Regions from separate parts of the Anas platyrhynchos genome. Here region 1 is linked to region 2. The links are chromatin contacts, called in public Hi-C maps. All regions are on one chromosome and are shown on one strand. The core of a region is the stretch at or near the end of the contact, and the rest is flanking DNA. Distances in the headings are between cores, read along the strand shown. Region 1 has its middle 32 kb from the start of LIG3. Region 2 holds the start of PSPH (phosphoserine phosphatase).

The links. A called contact is a pair of places that touch in the nucleus more often than the background predicts.
Region 1: a Hi-C map of subcutaneous adipose tissue shows a contact between it and region 2, with 2.6 times the contacts expected there. The contact joins the enhancer-like site here to the promoter of PSPH in region 2. A contact is called at or near these places in 2 of 8 Hi-C or Micro-C datasets (skeletal muscle and subcutaneous adipose tissue).

What each region holds. Positions count from the first base shown.
Region 1 is chr20:6,459,369-6,464,171 of IASCAAS_PekinDuck_T2T, reverse strand. No RefSeq gene overlaps it. Among named protein-coding and RNA genes, the nearest start is that of LIG3, 32 kb to the left of the region's middle. Within about 2 kb of position 2,856, at least 1 of the 8 cell types and tissues checked has an H3K27ac peak or open chromatin away from gene starts, as enhancers often do. A contact at or near this core is called in subcutaneous adipose tissue, where this site is marked.
Region 2 is chr20:6,111,957-6,116,693 of IASCAAS_PekinDuck_T2T, reverse strand. It overlaps PSPH (phosphoserine phosphatase), which reads right to left and starts at 3,042. Exons shown (of 6, transcript XM_013107785.5): 1 at 2,851-3,042.

The DNA.
Region 1 (4,803 bases), core at 1,607-4,106, 350 kb before region 2:
CAGTGAGCATCTGAATACATAGAAGTTGTTTTGATGCCTTGGTCACCCCAGAGCAGTGCTCCCAGCTGCTCTGTGGGATGTCAGAGGGGGCGAGGGGAAGGAGGAGTGAGAGAAGTAGGTGCAAAGGAACTCCTCTGCTGCTCGGTGCTGTAGAACCGACAGGACCCACCAGAAGTCCCATTCCTCTGAGTCAGTTCCTGAGCTTGGAGCTCTGCTCGCCGCCCTTACGGCTCCTCTGTTCCCTCCAGCCCTCCCCAAGCACAGCTCGGGCTTCCCCCAAGGGTGCTGCTCATGGGGCTTGGCACAACCTCTGTGTTCAGCCTGCTGTCACTGTGCAACTGCAGTGAAACCGATATCCTTGTTTCAGTTCCCTGACCTTCACTAGCCAAATAATTTACTGTCATTTCCCACTCTCCCCTCTTCCCTACCCTGGCAATAACTGCATGTGCACATAAAAGCTTAGTGAATGCTAATCAGGATAAATGTAACGGCATTTCTAGCCCTGTGAACACATGCTTTACGATTCTTGTGCGTTTTGTTTTTTTGGTATTTTTTTGTTTTGTTAAAAAAAAAAAGTCCCACAGGGTTTTTGTTAACATAATTGTGTTGAGCAAATTTGAAATATTTGAAAGCTTTTAAGTGCCTGTTATATATACATCCAAGGTTTGTCTTGGAACAAGCTAGGTTGCAATAGACATTTTCCAATTAAGTGAAACAGCAGTGAGGATAATGGGTTTATGGAAATGGAAGAGCCATGCTGGAGGGAGATGGTAAGCCAAAAAGCATTAATCTTAATAGGATCCTTTTTCTTTTTTTTTTTGTGCTTTGCTTTTCCTTTAAACTTTTTTAAAATTTCCCTAGGCATGTCACTGGTTCTGCAATGGCATGTTTCATATCTGGAGAATCTCTCCTTCTTTCTTTTCTCATCTACTTCAAATTTCTCTACTCTTCATTTTTTTTGTTCCCCTGTACTTCTTTGTCTCCAAGACATCATCTATACCATCCTTTCAGCAGTGATGGAGGCTCGTGGACACATACAGTCATCTGTCAGTTTAACTGAGTGTGCAGAGAAGGGAATGGGGAATTTGCAGCCTTCTGCTCTCCAAAGAGCCAAGGCCTCCCTCCCTCCTACTGCCTGTGGTAGAGGAAAACCTCTGGGAGAGGTCTGGGCTCTGGTCCAGTTCTGCAGCCCAGTCACCTTGGGCCAGGCTCCTCCCTTCTGCACGGTGAGCAAATTATTTTTTCAGGAGGCTTCCCAGTGAAATAAGCAGGATCTGGGGTGGAATCAGTGCCTAGGACTGGCATCTTTTTATCTTACTGTGATTTTCACGTTGCGCCTTGCTGGGTCAGTGCTTGGCTGGGAAATCTGCACAGACTGAAGCAGCCAGATGGAGAGTGAGCCAGGAAGGTTGCAGTGAGCTCTGCTGCGGTCAACATCCCCTTTTGGGAAGGATGTTTGCACTGGAGGTGGGATCAAAGGGGAGTTCAATGCTTATGAGCAGGAACCATGACTCTGAGGCCCTAGGCAAATTTATGAGGAGTAACTGGCACTTTCTGAAAGTAGGGAATTTGTGGGTTGTGCCTGATAGTTATTCAGAGGAAGCACTATGCCATCTCTCACAAAAGATGCTGGGCTTAACCCACCATTTTCTTCTGCCTGTCACCTCTCTTGCCTTTTCTAAATTGATCTGCAAAGCATTCCTACCCTCACTGCTGCTTCACCTTGATTGCGTGACTACCAGCATGGATTTCTCTGAGATGCTTCACTGGGCTACGTCTCTATAGAAAAGATCACCTTGAGTCTGGCATGGATTTTTTTTAGTCAAATCCCCAGATACAAAAGTCGACTGTGTTTCTTTAAATCCTCTCCCTGCTTTGCTGTTTTTCAGGAAACAGTGCTTAGATCTTTAATCTGAAAACAAAAGAGCTCAGACTCCCTAACTGTATTTATCTTTGCCCAAATCAGAAGGGTTGGAGGCTTAGACACCACAAACGTTCCCCTAGAGGTTGGTGCATTTCAATAGTGGATGAAGGGATCTATATATAACATTCAGGTTAGATAGGCTTTTGCACGGAAGGGTCCCAAAGGTACTACATAATTCCACTCTATTGAGGTTCTAATACTGCACCTGTCACTGCGGTGTCAGTGTGATATTAGAGCGGGTCACTGGGGAGAGCGTATTGATCCTATCTGTATACAGTTTACAGCATCCTCAGCATCCTTTATGTCCAGCGCATCAAGTCCTTGCCCAGTTTTCCCCCCTCCCCTAACAGCAAAATCTTTAATCCACAAGCCAAAGCAAAACGGTTTCACCAGCTCTGATGTCCTCAGGAAATGTGTTGGGCTTCTGCCACGAGTACAGAGACTCCTTCCACACCCAGAAGCTTTCAAGCAGTAAGCAGGATTAAGACACACAGCCGTAGGCTTTTCTGTGACCTTTGGGTATTTAAACAGTCTTGGCCTGGCTTCATGAATACGAGCAGAGCTCTATTTGGTTTCCAATCCAGCACTCTCTCTGCACAGAAATACCTGAAACGGTGGATTTGACTATGTTTTTAGATGGATTTATTGGAAAAGTAAAAACTAACAGTCTAAGCGATGATCAGACTTTATTCCTCTATTTCCCCACGATGTGATGGTTCTCTCTGTTTTCAAGAACATTCTGTAGCATTTTCAAGCTCACCCTCTGCATTTTCTGGGAGATGTAAAATCCTGTGTTTGTGTGTGTATGTTACGATTTTAAAGGCTTTCTCCAAGCCGTTTTCCCACTAGGGGGTACTCCTGTTACATCAGAAATAGGCATTTGGGCCTGCACTCGGTTTGCACTGCTCCCCTCTTCTTTGGAGCAGGCTGTTCATTGGCAGCACAACCTGGATGTGTTCAGCCGTGCTGCTTCTCTGCTTCAGCAGCTGTGGAGCTGCCTTGTTGTTAGTTGTGCAGGGGCCCGGAGATGCTGTACTGCCTATTCTGGCCTCCTGTGTTTCCAGCCTGTTGGCTATACAACACTCTGTTCCTCTGGGAGCTGAGATAGTTTGCTTTAAGTTAAGACAAGGTTAGTGTACGCCACGCTACCAGGTTTGGATTTGAAAACGCCCTGAATGGCTGTATGGTTCTGTGGAAACAGGATGGCTGCTGAGCTGAGGGGTAGAGTGTGGGTGCTGCTGTGTTTGGGGCATGTTACTGGGGTCAAGAAAAGGGGAAATTTTACTGGCCGCTATTTTAAGGCAGGAGGTCAGACAAAGCCAACTATTCTGGCCTGAAACTCGGCCGGTGTTGGCTGTTGGTGCACAGGAGGCTCCCTTAAGAGCAGATTTGTTTGGCTTTTGTGTTGTGAGGCTGTCAGAGTAGCTTTGGGTATGGCGGGACCCCCTCCTTCCTCCTCCATGCCTGAACGCCCCTATGTGTTTATGGCTGGCAGGCAGGCTGCCGGTGAGCAGGCAAGCAGGATGCGGCACATGCTGTGGTTTATGCTACTCCAGGGGCTGTTTTTTCATGCAGCATGGTTTCAGCCTCTGAAATGGCACAGCTAGCAGAGGTAATTTTAGTTTTTCAGCTCTCATCCAAGGATGCGCCCCAGGTTCCTCCCCATGGTCCCTCATATCAGAGCTCTACCCTCAGCATCTCCCCTTCACACCTCCCTGCTCTGCAGTGCCTCTGGGATTTCCACCACTGCTGCTTTCTCTTTCGAGCATGCTCATGCTTCTGTCTGTTCACGCTGATTAAATGAGTAGGCAGGAATTACAGTCAACCATCCATCACCAGAGTCAGTGTTCCCTTGACCCAGTCAAGATGAAAGAGGTCAAAATCTTTCTTTCCCAGGCTGTTCCTAGCAGTGAGATAGCCAGCTACTGTTTGCTGGCAGTGCAAATCCAGAACTGTGCTGGGGATAGTTCTCCTTCCTAACAGAAGCCTAACAGAAGCAATAAATCCCGAATGTCAATCACAAGGGGGGATCCCAGTGTCCCATCAAGTCTGTCTTAGGCTTCTGCAGAGCAGCTCTTATTTATTTGCTGACTATAGCTGGGTCTCCTATGCGTGCACTGTCAAACAGATGTGAAGCAATGCTCCAAGACACTAAATGCTCTACTAGAGCACTCAGTCCTCCTTGACTGAACCTGCAGGGATCTCGCAAGAAGACTAGTGGTGGTTGTGATGTAGTTGTTCCTGGAAGCATCAGTAGAGCTGGCTCCTTTTCAGGTATCTGTGTAGCTCCTGGAGAGGTCAGGAATGACATCCTTCAAACTGGCAAAGCCTTCTCTTCTCCCCCAGAAAGACAGCTCAGGCCATAACGTGAGGCTGGAACCTCTTTGCTCCCCAGTACTTGAAAGGAAGTTGGGGTGACAATTAGGAAGGGGGAAATGGGAGGTGGAGCCTACAAAGGGGGGTAAGTTGCCACTGTGACTAACTGTTCCTCCTGGAAAACCTGAAGAAAGTAATCTAGCAGCTCAGAATTACAGTAAATTACAGACCTGGCTTAGTCTGTCTGCTGAGTGCACTCAGCCTCTATTGATTTCAGAACCAGGCTATGAATTGCTGCCAGGCAATGAGCTGGCTGGTCCCTGAACCCTTACGTACCCCCCTGGACCCAATTCCTCTCCTTGTCCCAGTTGCCATCAATGTGCATAGGTGCTATCACTCAGTCCAGCTGAGTGGTGAATCTACACCATTTTACCCCATTTTACCCCAGTGCAAATCCAGGGCAGTTTCGCAGATGCTCTAACAGCCCTTTCAGGCTTTCATCAGTGTAATGGAGCCCCCTTTTCTGTTGAGTACATGCAATTCCTGGTCATTATCAGTGTGCT
Region 2 (4,737 bases), core at 1,793-4,292:
TTGGCTAATGTATCATCACACAAGTTGAAGAACTTGTGATGAGCTGTAAAATAGGGAAGCTCTTGCTGGAGCAAAGAGGAGAACCTATGTGGGAAGCTTCAGCTATTGCAGGGAGTCTTGCTGGTGAGAAAAAATTTAGGAGTTAAAGATGCTTCACTTGGGATGAAATAACGTTCTTCTGCTTTTGTCGGCAAAGCTCCAGGGGTGACCATCAACTCCAGAGGTCAGCAAAAGCCATTCCAAACAGTAACATGCCAATTTCAGTGACTTGTGATTTTTGTTCCCAGCCATAAACGTAAATGGGAGCATAAGGCAAGGCTATTCATGATTGAGCAATGGCCCCAGGAGCAGGGGGAATTACAAGTAGAAGATGTTCTGTTCCTTCCTTTGTGTTCAGATTTTTTCCTGGGCCATCTTGCCATGGCATTCACCAGAAAACTGCCTAGAATTAAACATGCAGGGGATAAAAGAACAAACAAGGTAGCTCATGTGAGCGGGGAATTCGTGGCCCCAAACCTGTCACTGTATAAGTGTTTGGACAATACTCTTAGATGTATGGCCTAACTCTTAGGTTGCCCTGTGTAGAATCAGAAGTTGGACTCCATGATCCTTGTGGGTCCCTTCCAACTCAGGATACTCTATGAATCTGTGATTCTTGTCTACAGGTATGTGTCACCTGAAAATATGAGGAAAAAGAATTGAAGCTGTGCTAAGCTCTTCTATGGACAATTCTCTAAATGACAATAGTAAAGGAATAGCAGTTTTTAATTCCAGAGTGGTATGGGCCTCTGTGGTTGGCAGAGATGAATTACTCTAAAACACAGAACATCCGATTGCTTGCACGCATCAATGTTTTTATGAGATGGTAAGAAAAAAGAAATTCCCACAACTAATAATTATAAGTTCAGTCTCCATATGAAAAACTTGGGTAGAAAATCTCTGATCATTCAGCCATCATATTTCAGATAAGAAATCTATTTCTATTCTATTATTTCCATGCTGGAAAGCTATCCAAGCAGCAAACATTTCAACAGGTCTGGTAATAAAATACGATGAGGAAAAGATGAAAGGAAGAAAATGAGAAAAAGAAAAAACAATGGGCAAAGAATAGACTAAAGAAGGTGTAAGAAGGAAGTGACAAAGGGAAAGGTGAAACTTGAGAAGAACAAAAAGGAAATCACAAGGGGAAGTGGAGTTCTCATGGATCTCCTTGTCTCCAGGCTATTAAGTACTTCATTAGGCCACTTGGAAAAAAACTGGCATTTCCACAAGAAATAGTTCTCTTTCGTAACAGAGAGGGCGGAGTCACAGCAGCAAGCCTAGCAATTATGTAAGACCACATGTTAAAGGAAAACAACTGTAATCTTTTCTGTTTGCTGACCCTTCAAAGAAGGGCACTTGCCACACTGTGAAAAACTGAAACATCTGCAAGATCTGCTAATGCAAAAGGAACATGAAACGGTACTCAGGACTCCGGGTGTTCTGTGGCTGGTTTATTTTGATGAGATCATTAAGAGATCTCAAAATCTCCATCGTGACTCTACTTGACTTGTTATCTTATTTCAGCTTTCAAAAGTGTTGTCACACTGCTACTTTATATTATGTTCATATTTCTTGCTGTGAAAAAAATGAAGATTAAGTGAATCTTAATGAAATACTACTTAAAATGTTTTTTGTTTTTTTTTTTTTAAGAGATCATTTGGGAATATCCTACAGTGTGCAAACAGTCTCTGATGTTTGTGATTCTGATTCATTCTCACATTTAATAATGTGAGTGCGAGCACTTTATTGAAAGCTACTGCTCCATAACAAGACCCATTTTGGTCTCACTTTGCCCTGAGTTATTTCCCTGGCATCAGTGAAGTTAGTCCCAGTTTGCCCTGATGTGCATGAGAACAAACTCACTGTGAGCTATATTCCCAGAGCAGAGAAATATTGCACTGAACATTCAGTGAGATTAACAGAAAAGCAGCCATATAAGACTGTTTCTGTTGCACTGATGGGAAACTGCTGCTTATAGTATGGGATTTGTAGAAGTTTGTTGTTGAACCTTTTCTCAGAGCCGGTTCCTGCTACAGGTGTGACTCTGCCCATGAGAGTGTTTACAGGAGGGTTTCCATGGTATCAAACAAAGCACTTAATCCTTCATTGTTGCTAGTCCTTTATCGGTAAAATGGGAATAATATGGTAACATGGCTTTGCTATGTTGAGGTATAATTCTCTGTATAAGCAATGTGCTTTAGAAGAGAGATTATGTATTTAAACAGATTAGCTATATTTAAGCAAATTTTTACTATATATTCCTGCAAATACTGCTCTTTAAGTTCAACCCATCCTTAATTAGGAGTTTCTGTGGTTTTCAGTGTGAGAATAGAGAGATTCAGTCCTGAGAGTCACTAAGACTGCTTCAAACTTCTTTGTTTCTTGTTCAGTTTACAAGGTAGTACTAGAAACCTGTAAGCAAGTCGAGAGATGGAATGTTTGCAGCGACACACTGAGAGCTGCACAGCAGTGCCTAACAGCACATTTTATTTAGGCGCCTTTTAAAAGGTAATTGAAAAGGCGTAGGGGGAACCTGGTGGATGTCGGTACACATCTCCTATCTCTCCAATCCCCTCGTGCCTGTCCTGCCAAAATGATGATGCTTTCCCCCTGCGCGATTGCATCATTCATTCATGCTGCTGTAATAAAATAGGCAGCAGAGTGCTGCTGCATCTCGCAGGGCAGCGCACAGCCCCAGCGTACAGCTCATTGCCTATGCAAGAAAAATCTGATAAGTGTTATGGAACTGAACACACCAAACGCCAACCCCTTCCAAAGTGCGAGAAAGAAACGTTGCCGGTGACTTACAGTATTGTACTGGCCGTGGCTGGTGCTGCTGCTGCAAACCTCTTGGCTGCACAAGAAAAGAACGGATCAGCTGAGACCTTCAGTCACATAAATACAACGGCACGGGCTGATCTGGAAGAAAGCCGCATTTTGTAAATCACTCTTTATAATCTGCTGAGTAAGCCAGCCTGGATGTTTTTTTTAAATGGTTGCACACATGTAACCAGAGAAGTCCAGCTGTTCGCTGACAGGCGTAGGAAGAGAGGTGTAACCTCGCCGACGTCAGGGGAGGAGCCGTTCGGGCCCACTTTGGGGCGCTCCCAGCTTGGGTAGGCATGGCTTGGCAGGGAGCAGCCTGTGCACAAGATGATGTGGGGTTTGCTCGCCTGCCAGCCCCTGCCACGGGCACGGGGAGCAGGACGGGGCTCAGCGAGCCCACCTGCCTCCACGCAGAGTGCTGGCATGGGAGGACCAGGGAGGAGACGCAAGGAGGGGATCTGCCAAGCAACAGCCAGGAGTTTCTCTTGGCATGAAGTCAGGGTGAGAGGCAAGAGCACTTGTTTTCACTGCAAACCAAAGGTTTCACGCATTAAAATTGCAATATTGCATTTTGGCTTAAGCTGTGAAACTGGAGCGCGCAAAATATTACACACCAAAAAAATCTGCAGTCAAAATTCATCACAAACTTTGAAGGCAAAATGAAAGCCTCTGCTTCTGAGAACGCTCTGTTTTGTTTCTCCAAATAAAATGTTGTCAAAAGCAACGGGAAAATTGCAGAACCTGTCTGTGCTAGTGCTTTGGCATCCTACAGAAGAACTTCCCACAGACATGACTGCGGGCACTAGTTAGTAAACAGGAGGCTGCCAACCCAGAACTATGAAGCCAATTACTCGTTTCAAGGTCAAGAAAGCCAGACTGCTGATTTAGCTTCTTTTATTCGCTTGTGATAGGAGTCTTATGACTGCTACCCATCTTGAAAGATTGTTCTGCACCACTGGGTACACCAGTCACATTCTATGCATGATGGTTTTGCAATTCTGGCAGGATTATTCCTCAAACTTAAGGGTATGAACTAAAATCAATACCCTTCTGTGCTTCTCCTCCTATGCCTTCCTGTACATTTTTTCAAATGTTCTCAGTACTTGCGTGACTACTTGTCAATACAAGCATCTATTAGAAACTTCCTGCATCAAGGAAAGGTGGGACTGAGCCTCTTTGCTGCAAAACTGGTGATGTGGTTCAGTTTTGGCTGCTCTTGTTTCTGAGTTTTATCGTGTCAGGGCGGTATGTTTTAAAATGGATTTAGAAATCGTTTCGGTGAATACGGTTAAAGAAAAACAGATCTTGATAAAGATGAAAGAAAACTGTTTTTCCTGGGAATCTGTTGTGTTTTTGTTTTTTTTTTCTGCCAAGATAAGCACTGCATGATTTCACTTAAGTGAATTGCTACTGGTCATTTCATGAAGGATATGCCCATTACTTTTCTTAGTTTAACAGACTTGTTGTTTGTAATTTGTTTAAATATTACATTACTGATTCCATCCTGCTGTACTTTGTTGTAACTCCAGTAATTTCAAAGGATAACTTAGGCATTGTAAGCATCTGCCCTGTATTTTTACTATGCATTAAGAGCAAATATTCAAAACTGTTCGGCACCTGCTACTAAAAGACTGAAAAATGTAGAAAGGCTTGTAGTGTTGTCTGAAAAATGCTGCAAAATGGGCATTTCATATGAAAATGCAAATGAGAAATATTACTAAACCATAACATAACCACCCTTAGACATATGTGGCCCAGGAAGGAAGCACAGAGAGATGTGCCTGGAAGTGTTAGGATGGAGAATTAATGCCTTTTTCACAGGACATCACCCACACGGATCACAGAAGAGCAGCAGGGAAAACATAAAAA